Linked DNA regions of Gossypium hirsutum: region 1 is linked to region 2. The links are chromatin contacts, called in public Hi-C maps. All regions are on one chromosome and are shown on one strand. The core of a region is the stretch at or near the end of the contact, and the rest is flanking DNA. Distances in the headings are between cores, read along the strand shown. Region 1 holds the start of LOC107899984. Region 2 holds the start of LOC107899426 (formamidase).

Evidence for each region. A called contact is a pair of places that touch in the nucleus more often than the background predicts.
Region 1: a contact with region 2 is called in a Hi-C map of leaf, with 2.3 times the contacts expected there. The contact joins the promoter of LOC107899984 here to the promoter of LOC107899426 in region 2. A contact is called at or near these places in 6 of 34 Hi-C or Micro-C datasets (hypocotyl and leaf).

What each region holds. Positions count from the first base shown.
Region 1 is chrA11:64,296,556-64,301,816 of Gossypium_hirsutum_v2.1, reverse strand. LOC107899984 reads right to left here and starts at 2,821. Exons shown (of 2, transcript XM_016825719.2): 1 at 2,500-2,821; 2 at 713-2,156. The coding sequence starts at 2,149. The coding sequence ends at 1,082.
Region 2 is chrA11:63,615,831-63,620,794 of Gossypium_hirsutum_v2.1, reverse strand. LOC107899426 (formamidase) reads left to right here and starts at 1,800. Exons shown (of 7, transcript XM_016825138.2): 1 at 1,800-2,262; 2 at 2,961-3,198; 3 at 3,291-3,481; 4 at 3,645-3,880; 5 at 3,975-4,218; 6 at 4,313-4,420; 7 at 4,534-4,867. The coding sequence starts at 2,044. The coding sequence ends at 4,656.

The sequences.
Region 1 (5,261 bases), core at 1,572-4,071, 680 kb before region 2:
TTGCATAAGTTTCAATCCATAAAATGATCTTCCCACTCACTGCAAGTGTTAGTTAAGTTTAGCCGTTTATTTAGCTCACTTTTAAGCATCGGTAATAGGCAATATTCGGTTCGGTATTTCTCTAGATCCGATCCTGCATACAATGAGGGAAACATAAGAAGTGCATGACAGGAGCAAGTACCACTGGACCACCTCGATTGAGATATCAGCCTTGGGGTTGGTCATCAAGACAATGTTTCACCTCCTTAACCGCTTTTTGTTCCTCCTACACGAGCAAATGGCTTCTATAAAACCATGTTCTCTATTATTTGCGCTATATGCCCAAACAATATCCAACTAGAAATGCAGAAAACACGAAAGGCTCGAGTTCTGCACTGGCATGCCATAAAAAGGAGAGCAGACTGATCTCATAAAAGTACGAATGACGACTTTTGCAATGATATGATTCAAAAAGTCCACAGGTAAAGGCGTAATGAGAAAGAAATACAAAAAGTGAAAAACATCCATCTCATGTAAGGATATACAGAGCTTCGCACAACGAATGATTTTCAGCATTCAAATGCACTGCTCTGGATATAAGTTCATTTATGCTGGCAGGGCAATTAACTACCGCATAGATGCATATATCAATGTAAAACAATGACAAACCACATCAGAGGGAAGGAAATAGTAGATAATGAAAGGTCATATGACAAATTCAACAAGATCAAGCTGAAAGCTAAAATATATGCTTTATTATTACGAAAATATGTCTTCAGTTAACTACAGCAACTATAGGTAACAGGTGGAGATAATTGCTAACCTATTTCTAACGGGTAGATTCTTACAAAGTGTCAATATAATTGGATTTCTCCATGTTAAGCTGTCAAACCTCGAGGATAAATCAGAGCCATGACCTGTATACAACCTAATTGGCTTGATCCAAAACCCCCTTTGGCCTTTATACTTATTTACTTCATCCGTTCTAAAAAATGGAATAATCAAGATCAATGTTAGAGCATACTTCGTAACTGAAATAACTCAAAATTGCTCTAGCACCGGAACCTGGTTCAACTCGAACCAATGGATAGTGAGTTCCGGCTCACTCTTCTGAAGCATGCAGGCACACCTTCTCAAGTTTTGTTGGCCAATCCACCCCAAGGAGAGGGGAGTTTATTTCCATTGCAACTCGAAAGTCTAACATTGATACAGAAATGGACCCATTCTGTTTTTGAGCATATCTCAAAGGCCAAATCCCGTTCAAAGAGACTGTGGACCAATTGTGACCTTGGTCAATAAGTTTCTGTCTGGACCTTGAACCAGCCAATTCCAAACAGGGTTTTATCAATCTCTTCATGAAAACATCAAGGCTACTGTTCAACAAATTGGGACAATCTACTGACATGTTTAATCCCTCCATCTCTAACTTCTTTTCCAACCTTTTTCTCAAAGAACCGGTGTCAGGTAGTTCACCTTTGCAATGACATGTCTCAGAAGTGGATGCTAATCCGTTCCATGCCACTTTTCGCATTCCTTTAGCATCCAAAGATATGCCAAGCGGAGCTCTAACAGGACTCCTACTGCGAATGCTTGGGCTTCCTGCAACTTGATCAACTTCCTCTCCTTCTTCCAAGGACATAGGTGGTCTGCTACCCAAAGAAAGCAACTCGGTAGCACTTTGCTGTTCTTGAACTCTTGGAACTGCATCTTCACAAACAGTACCACGGCTCTTCCCATGAGGCCCTAAAGGACTTGGATGGTTGTGATCACGGAGATTTGTAGTCCTTCCCTTACGAGGGGATTGAGGAAAGTCTTTGCACATTGACTTAAGATTACTTCTTTGATACCCATTCGCCGCTTTAACACTTAAAGCACTTTCCAATTTGTTCCCTGTTGATGGATGATTCTTCGAAAGAGAAGCATTTCTAATAATCGATCTGAGGAGATGATTATGAAGACGAACATTTTCTCTCCCAATTATACCAATGCAGAGCCTATCAAACTCGGGTTTCCCAATCTTAAGACTCAAAAATCTAGTGAGCAGATTAAAGTACTTCTCAGTTTTTATAGGCCCAATCTTCCGTTCAATCTGAGATTTCAGCTCTAAAGTATCTACTAGAGAAAAATGCCGTCGACCCGGCATTTCAGTTTCCAAGTTCATCACTGTCATCCAAAATCTAAAATTTCAGCCAAAAAAAAAAATCAACTTCCAAATGAAAATCCTACTTAATTATCAATCAAAGTCACCACCAAAACCCCATGCCATTCTCTAAGATAGCAAGACGGGACCAAAAAATACTAAAATTCAAACAAAACAAACAAAACCCATATGAAAAACTGCATTAAGAATAAGTAACTTCATTTAACTAATAAATCATTCAAAAACCACAAATCAAAGAGAAACCCAGAAAGATAAATCTACAAAATTTGAAACTACCAGTCTCAAACAAAGAAACAGTAAAGCAGTAATGGTAAGCAACGGAAAAAGAAAATGTAAAATAGAAACAAAGCAAAACCCACCTGAATTAAGGAACTATATAACTAAATTCAAAGAAGTTGAACTGAATTTGCAGCAAAAAAGAAAAGCATTATTAATCAATCAGAAGCTTGTGAAAGTAGAGAGCAAAGAGATTAGGGCAATAAGCTTTGAAAGCTTCTATTGAAGTGATCATGGTCAAAGAAACATGTGCGTTTTGAAAACGGGTGTAAACTATGCTAAGTGCTAAGCTGGTGAGCTTTGGGTCGAATGTTGGATTGTCCAATCAGCGTCTCAGTTTTTGCGTAATTTAGAATTAAGCCTTCCGAATATAATGCAGTTTCCGGGAGGAAAAAGAAAATATCTATCAACAAAGGTCAAAGCTCCAACTATTTTCAATAAATCCAATTTTGACGAAAAATATTTTAACTAAAAGAAAAAAGGGATTTATTAATCAATACAATATCTAATAAGAAACAAGCTATTAAATATAAGGAATTTAAGAAAATTTATTTGATGTAATTTTTAGACAGTTAAGTAAAAAAAATACAAAAAAAAGAGAGTTATTTTTAATTTTATTTTGGAGTTAAAAAAAATATTTTTATTAATAATACTTTGACTTAATGGTAAGGTATATGTTTTGGAAATTTGGAATTTTATTATGGGTAAATTTTTACTTCAAATTTTATTATGTTTTAATTTTCATCACGTATGAATCATGTTCAAATCTATTCTAATTACAATCGAGATATATTTTAATTTAGAAATGTTGCTCAACTAATTTTTGGCCATGCTTAAGTTTGATTTTTTTAATCTTAGGTAAACCCGACCCAACTTAGTTCACTCTTCGAACATAATCATGATAGAATTTAGTGCTGTTCACCTAGTATTCCTGAAAACTAGATAAAATTATCATAGGTATAAAATTACTAACATGAACAATAAGGGCATAAGTTTCACGTACACCTACCAATAAAGGCTCATAAACATTATTCTCTAAAAAGAATGTTCTTATATTTCACGATAATATAATAGTTAAGATACTCGAAAATATATAAACAATTAATGTGAGTTATTAAATAATTAAAAATATGAAAAAAAAGACATACAATAGAATTATAAACGATGAAAATAATGTCAATATAAGAACATTTTCAATTATACAATTATACAATTATGAAAATATATAAACAATTAAAAATATGAAAAAAATACAATTATGAAAATATCAAAACATTTTCAATTCATAATCATAATCATGTACAATAGATACTTAAGGCCCCTAACTACATGTCTTGGGCTTATATAGAGTCAAATACAGAGTTAGGATTTGAATCCAATTTTGATGGTTACACGACTTAAGATGATCCACACGGGCCTGGCGATACGGGCGTGTGAACACTGGAGTTAATTTTTCAAATTTAATTGCAAGCCAGATAGTTACACAGGTCATAGACATGGCCATGTGCGAGACACGACCTGTCACACAGGCGTGTGTGAGATTGTGTGCCCTACACGGCCTCGCACACGGGCATGAGAGAAGCAAAAGAAAATCACACACGGCCTGACACGCGGTTGTGTGTGACACACGGCCATGTTTGAGGCTGTGTGACCACTAGGCTTTGAGTTTTAAATCACACACGACCTGAGGGAGTGGCACATGAGCATGTGACACAACTGTGTAGCCCAATAGGGGCCTAAACATGATCGTGTCCCTTTAAAACCCTAATTTTTCATTTTCTTTTTATTTTGTCTTCTTCCTTCTTCACTTCTTTCCCTTAACGACCACACTACCTTTACCCCATTTGACCCCCCATTATGGCCACAGTCGTCCTTGCCCCCTTTTTCTCTCACTCCCATTCACACCTCCCACCGTCGCCCAAGCCCTTCCCTTCTCATCCTAACCGCTCCTTTCTCCTTCCTTCTCCTTCACGATTCCCCCCTTTCCCCTTTCCCTTCATTTTCCTTTTTCCCTTCCCCAACCACCCCTAACCAAAACCCCCCTCCCCTCCCTCCCATCGCACCCTTCCCTCTCCACTATCCACCACTTGCCTTCCCCCTTTTCCTTTTCTTCCATGCACGATCTCCCCTTTCCCCCGTCCCTCCTCATCACTCCACCAACTCAAAACTCAGTCGTCACCGTCCCTAACCACCGCACAAACACCCTCTCGTCGGCCCACCTTCGACCACAACAGCGCACTACCCCATCGACCACCACTGCCGTTTGCCACCATCACCCATCGGTTCCTCACTGTCTATTCTTTTTCCTTTTATTATTATTATTATTATTTATTGTTATTATATTTATTTGTTTTACTATTCCTACATTTTTTGTGTTATTTTCATTATCATTTTTATTGTTCTTATTTTTAGTTTTAGTTCTAGTAAGATTTGTTTAATCAATTTTTTAATTTTTAATTTTATTATTTTTATTATTATTTATTTTCTTTAGTTTTTTCTGTTATTATGTTTAGTCTTATTTCTTTTACTGTTATTATTATTATTATTATTATTATTATTATTATTAGTTTTAGCTTTAGTTTCTCTTGATTTATTTTCATTCTGTGCTTGTGTTATTCTTCGTGTGTTGGTATGCCTACTCAAGAAATTTAGTAACTAGTTTTTGCATGGTTAAGTATTAGTACATATTATTTTAGGAGTAGATTTTCTATTTAGGTAGCTTGGATTTTGATATTCGTCATGAGAGGATTGTTAGTAACGTATTTTAATTTGCACATTGATTCATCAATCTCTCTGTTTGTTTAATTGGCGATACTTATTTTATTACTTTTTTGATATTAGACTA
Region 2 (4,964 bases), core at 551-3,050:
TAAATAAAATACGATGAAAAAAAAATAAAAGTAAAATCCATATAGAACTAGACTTCTTTTATTTTATTTTAGAATAAGGTTTTTTAAACCTTATTAAACTTCATCTATTTTATATTGATTAGGATAAGGTGTTTCAATCCTATTAGAATATGGCTTTACAAGCCTATAAATAGACATAGTCTATTCCTCTTGTATTGGTTCAAAATTTTTGACATAGTGAATTTTCTTCTCCTCTGCCCGTGGTTTTTTCCTGAAAAGGTTTCCACGTAAAATTTGTGTGTTCTTTATTTTATTTTTTATTTTATTTTTCACAATTTTGAATCGAGTTAAATTTTACAATTCAAATAATCCAAATAACAGATTGGTGTAAATATCCTTTCGATACTTGTCAATTTTGAAAATTACCAAATTGGTCTCAAAATAGTGACAAAAAATTCAAAATAATATTATTTTTAAAACTCAAATATTTATAACAATTCTAAAATTTATATTTCCCATTAAATATAAATATTATAAAAAATTTCTAAAAAATATATAAAAATGTTAAAAAGTAAAAAAAACCCTAAAATAATATTTTTAAGACCTAAATCCTAAACTCTAAAAATCCTTACAAATCCTAAACAAAAACCGTTAAAAAGCTCTAAACCTTAACCCTAATTTTTAAAAAAAAAAACCCTTAAATGAACCGTGAAGAGAAAAGGAAAACATGTCCAGCTGGATACGCTTTACAGACCGAGCAGGAAAGCACATCCAGCTGGAAGCGTTTTCCTGCCAAATCCGTTGAAAACGCGTTCAACTAGACGTGTTTTTCTTTTCTCTCTCCAAAATCGACTTAATCTAGAAAATTTCAACAAAAAAAAAACCAGCCTAATCTAATCATATTTCTAAAATTTCAGTATTTTTAGGTAATTCACCCCTTTTATTTCCCTATTCTATCTTTATCTTTTTCTTCTCTCTTTCAGGATAAGTCTTTTCTTTTTTTCTTTTTAACTTCCTAGCTGCGTCTTTAATTTTCATAACTCAACATTTTTATAACTCAAAAGTGCCTTCAATCAAACCCAAAATGACGAAAGAAACAAAAGTAGTTTCCTATAACCAAACATCTTTATAACTCAAAAATGGCTCGTCTTCCATGGAAAACCCATCTATGAAAGTCAAAACGGGTAAGGAGCCTCGCACTAGGCCCATTTCAAACCGGTCCTTGTTCGGAATCTAGAGAGCAGCCCATTCTTTTAAACTGCTGTCTTCATCGCCTCAAATCTTCCATATTCATTGCTGAGCACTTAAAAGCACAACTATTGCCCCGATTTCAGCTCCATTTTATGACTCTATTCTTGGCTATGTAGAGATTTTACTTTGATTTTGAAATAAAGACTTGAAAGATTTTTAGTGTTTTTAAGTTTAGGATTTAGGAAATTTCATCTAGAATTGGGACTTGGTTTCAAATTGTGTATAAAGTTTCACAAATGAGATTTTAAGATTTTAAGGTTCAAGTTTGAAGGAGTTATTGTATTAATACAAATTTTGTACATATTCTATGCAAATTTAATTTGAGCGGATTCTTATAAATTATTTTGCATTCTGGGTTTGTGCAGATGAATTATATTTTTAGTTTGAGAATATTTTATCTATTAAGTTAAAAGAATTGAGAGCAAGAGAGTCAAAGTGGGGTTGTTATTTTATTTATTTTTAACAATTTTAACTTAAAAAGAATAAAAGGTGAAAAAACAATCCAAGCGTTGGGTTGGTTCATTTAAGAAATATAATCAACCATAATGTTTTTGGTAAAGGATTGGATGGTTATGTCAAATATACCATGTATTGACGCAAATCTGAGTCAGATACCACTTGCATTCACTTCCGTGATTCTACCAAATAGCCATCTAATAACTGTTACTCTGTCCTAGAAGAAAATCCAAGGTAAGTTGTGAAGTCAGTTCCAAGTGGTCCATCCATCAAAGCAAAAAAATCCCAACTCCCAACCCATAGCTATCCAAAATGAAGGGTTTCGGGACCTATTATTTGTAATTCAAGACTTGAGCCATGGCTCACTATGTTGCAAAGGTAGTGGTGCCTATAGACCTGAAGAAAAAGCCATGGGAACAAAAACATCCCCTCCACAACCGGTGGCACCCCGACATACCAGTTGTTGCAGAGGTTAAAGATGGAGAGGTTTTCAGAGTTGAAATGGTGGATTTCAGTGGAGGTGGAATAACAAGTGACTACTCTGCCGAAGATGTCAAGCATGCTGATCAATCTATTGTGAGTTTCTACCTCCATCTTTTGCCTCCCCACTTTCCTTTCTTTCAACTTCTACTGCAACATAAAGCTGTTCCTATAATTTTTCTTAACCATTTTTCAAGTAAACAATAAGTTCCAATGTTTCTTATTGGCAATTTTAATCAAACCCTGTTGTCTAGTTAGTGAACCTTGGTATTTCAGTCTAGTAAAACCAAAATGGGACCATTGGAAAAATGGTCGAACCCCATTTGTCAGCAAGTAGAGTATTGGTCAAGACTCAAGAGTCAATACTTGCTTCAGTGGGTGACATTTGGCAAGACTGAAACAAATATCTCAACAATCTCCCTGTTTTCCCCAAAGCTTAATCCATGGCTCCTCCAACTCCAAGGCTAGTGGTGTCAGTAGATTTGAAGAAGAAGCCATGGGAACAAGCTCTACCTCTTCACAATCGTTGGCACCCTGAAATCCCTCCGGTTGCCCATGTTAAGGTCAGTGAGGTCTTTAGAGTAGAAATGGTAGACTGGACTGGAAGTGTCATAAAAGATGATGATTCTGCAGCTGATGTAAAATTCATAGACCTCTCCACTGTAAGTAAACAAACTCCATTATCTGAGTCAGGGAAAAAAGAAATAAGCTAAATATAACATCTTATGTCAGATAAATAATCTTTGAATTGAACCTACTGGTTATGATATAAAAATATTATGCAAATGATACAGGTTCATTATCTGAGTGGGCCTATAAGAGTTGTAGACAAGAATGAGACACCTGCCATGCCAGGTGATCTTCTTGCAGTGGAAATATGTAACCTGGGTCCTTTACCGGGTGATGAATGGGGTTATACAGCAACTTTTGACAGAGAAAATGGAGGAGGGTTTTTGACGGACCATTTTCCATGTGCAACAAAAGCTATTTGGTATTTTGAAGGAATCTATGCCTACTCTCCTCATATACCGGGTGCAATTTCCATTAATTCCCACTAGTTATAAGCTGTCAAAATGCTTCCCTTTGTTTCTATTGTCATTTAAAAAGGTTCATATGAACTGCAGGGGTGAGATTTCCGGGGTTGACTCATCCGGGAATAATTGGAACGGCACCATCAATGGAACTTCTGAATATATGGAATGAAAGAGAAAGAGAAGTAGAAGAAAATGGCCACAAGTCCCTAAAACTATGTGAAGTTTTGCATTCACGACCATTGGCAAACCTTCCTTCAACCAAAGGCTGCCATTTGGGGAAGGTAGTTTGCATCAGTTTGCTTGATCAGTAGCTTAATGTCTTGCAGGCTGCCTTCGTGTTTGAGATTCAACTGCAATTAGTAGGCCATGATATGCTTACTTAGATGCAATTTTCAACCAGAGAGTGATAATATCATAATGTACTGTAATGATGACAATGTGTAGATAAAAAAGGGGACTGCTGAATGGGAAAAGATTGCTAAGGAGGCTGCGAGGACTATTCCAGGAAGAGAAAATGGTGGAAATTGTGACATAAAAAACCTTAGTAGAGGTTCTAAAATATATCTTCCCGTGTTTGTTGAAGGAGCTAACCTTAGCACTGGTGACATGCATTTCTCTCAAGGTGATGGTGAAGTCTCATTCTGTGGAGCAATTGAGATGAGTGGTTTTCTTGAGCTTAAGTGAGTTTCAATTTTCATCGCACCGGAAATTTAGTAATTCGCAGAGTTGTTGCATAAATTTAATTGCTTTCATAACTGGTACCTGGTTTAATAGGTGTGAAATTATAAGAGGTGGAATGAAAGAGTACCTTACTCCAATGGGGCCAACCCCTCTTCATGTAAATCCGATCTTTGAGATCGGACCAGTGGAACCGAGATTCTCGGAATGGTTGGTTTTTGAGGGAATAAGCGTGGATGAGAGTGGAAGGCAACATTTCCTTGATGCAAGTGTTGCATATAAACGTGCAGTGCTCAATGCTATCGACTACCTCTCCAAGTTCGGGTACTCGAAAGAACAGGTATTTATGTTCCCTCAATTTTGAATCATAAAGAAATATATCACCTATGGTTAAGCCATTACTGATCCGAACGGAACAACGGTGCTCTCATCAGGTTTACCTTCTGCTATCCTGCTGCCCTTGTGAAGGAAGGATCTCCGGAATTGTAGATGCACCAAATGCTGTTGCAACTCTTGCAATTCCAACTGCCATCTTCGACCAGGTATCCTTCTCCGAAAAGATTAACTCATAGTATCATCATTCCATTCTTTTCTAGGCTCCGAAATCTCCACTTGCATGACAAAGTTAAAAATGATGGTCGTGTATCATTTGCAGGACATTCGTCCAAAAGCCGGAAAGGTGCCGATAGGGCCTCGGCTAGTGAGAAAACCAGATGTTTTAAGATGCAGTTATGATGGAAATCTTCCCACAACGAAGAACCCAGCTGCCTCAATGTAACTTAAGTCTACGGAGCTAAGACCAAGAAACTGCAGTATTGGGTTTTCGTTTCTATGCCTTGTGGGACTTTTATACACATGGAAACAACTATGGATGAACGACATTAATGTAAAGAATAAACTCCAGCTTCTGGACAAGATCGAATCCCCGATAGGATGTTATATGTTTTAAGAACTTATATAAGAACAGCTATAAAAGAGCCTTCAATCTATGCGCATATACATACACATTGAAATGCTAGTTATGTCTTGGTGAAGAGATGAATTTCTAAGAAACTATTTGATTTAGAAAACTAAGATCATTGAAAC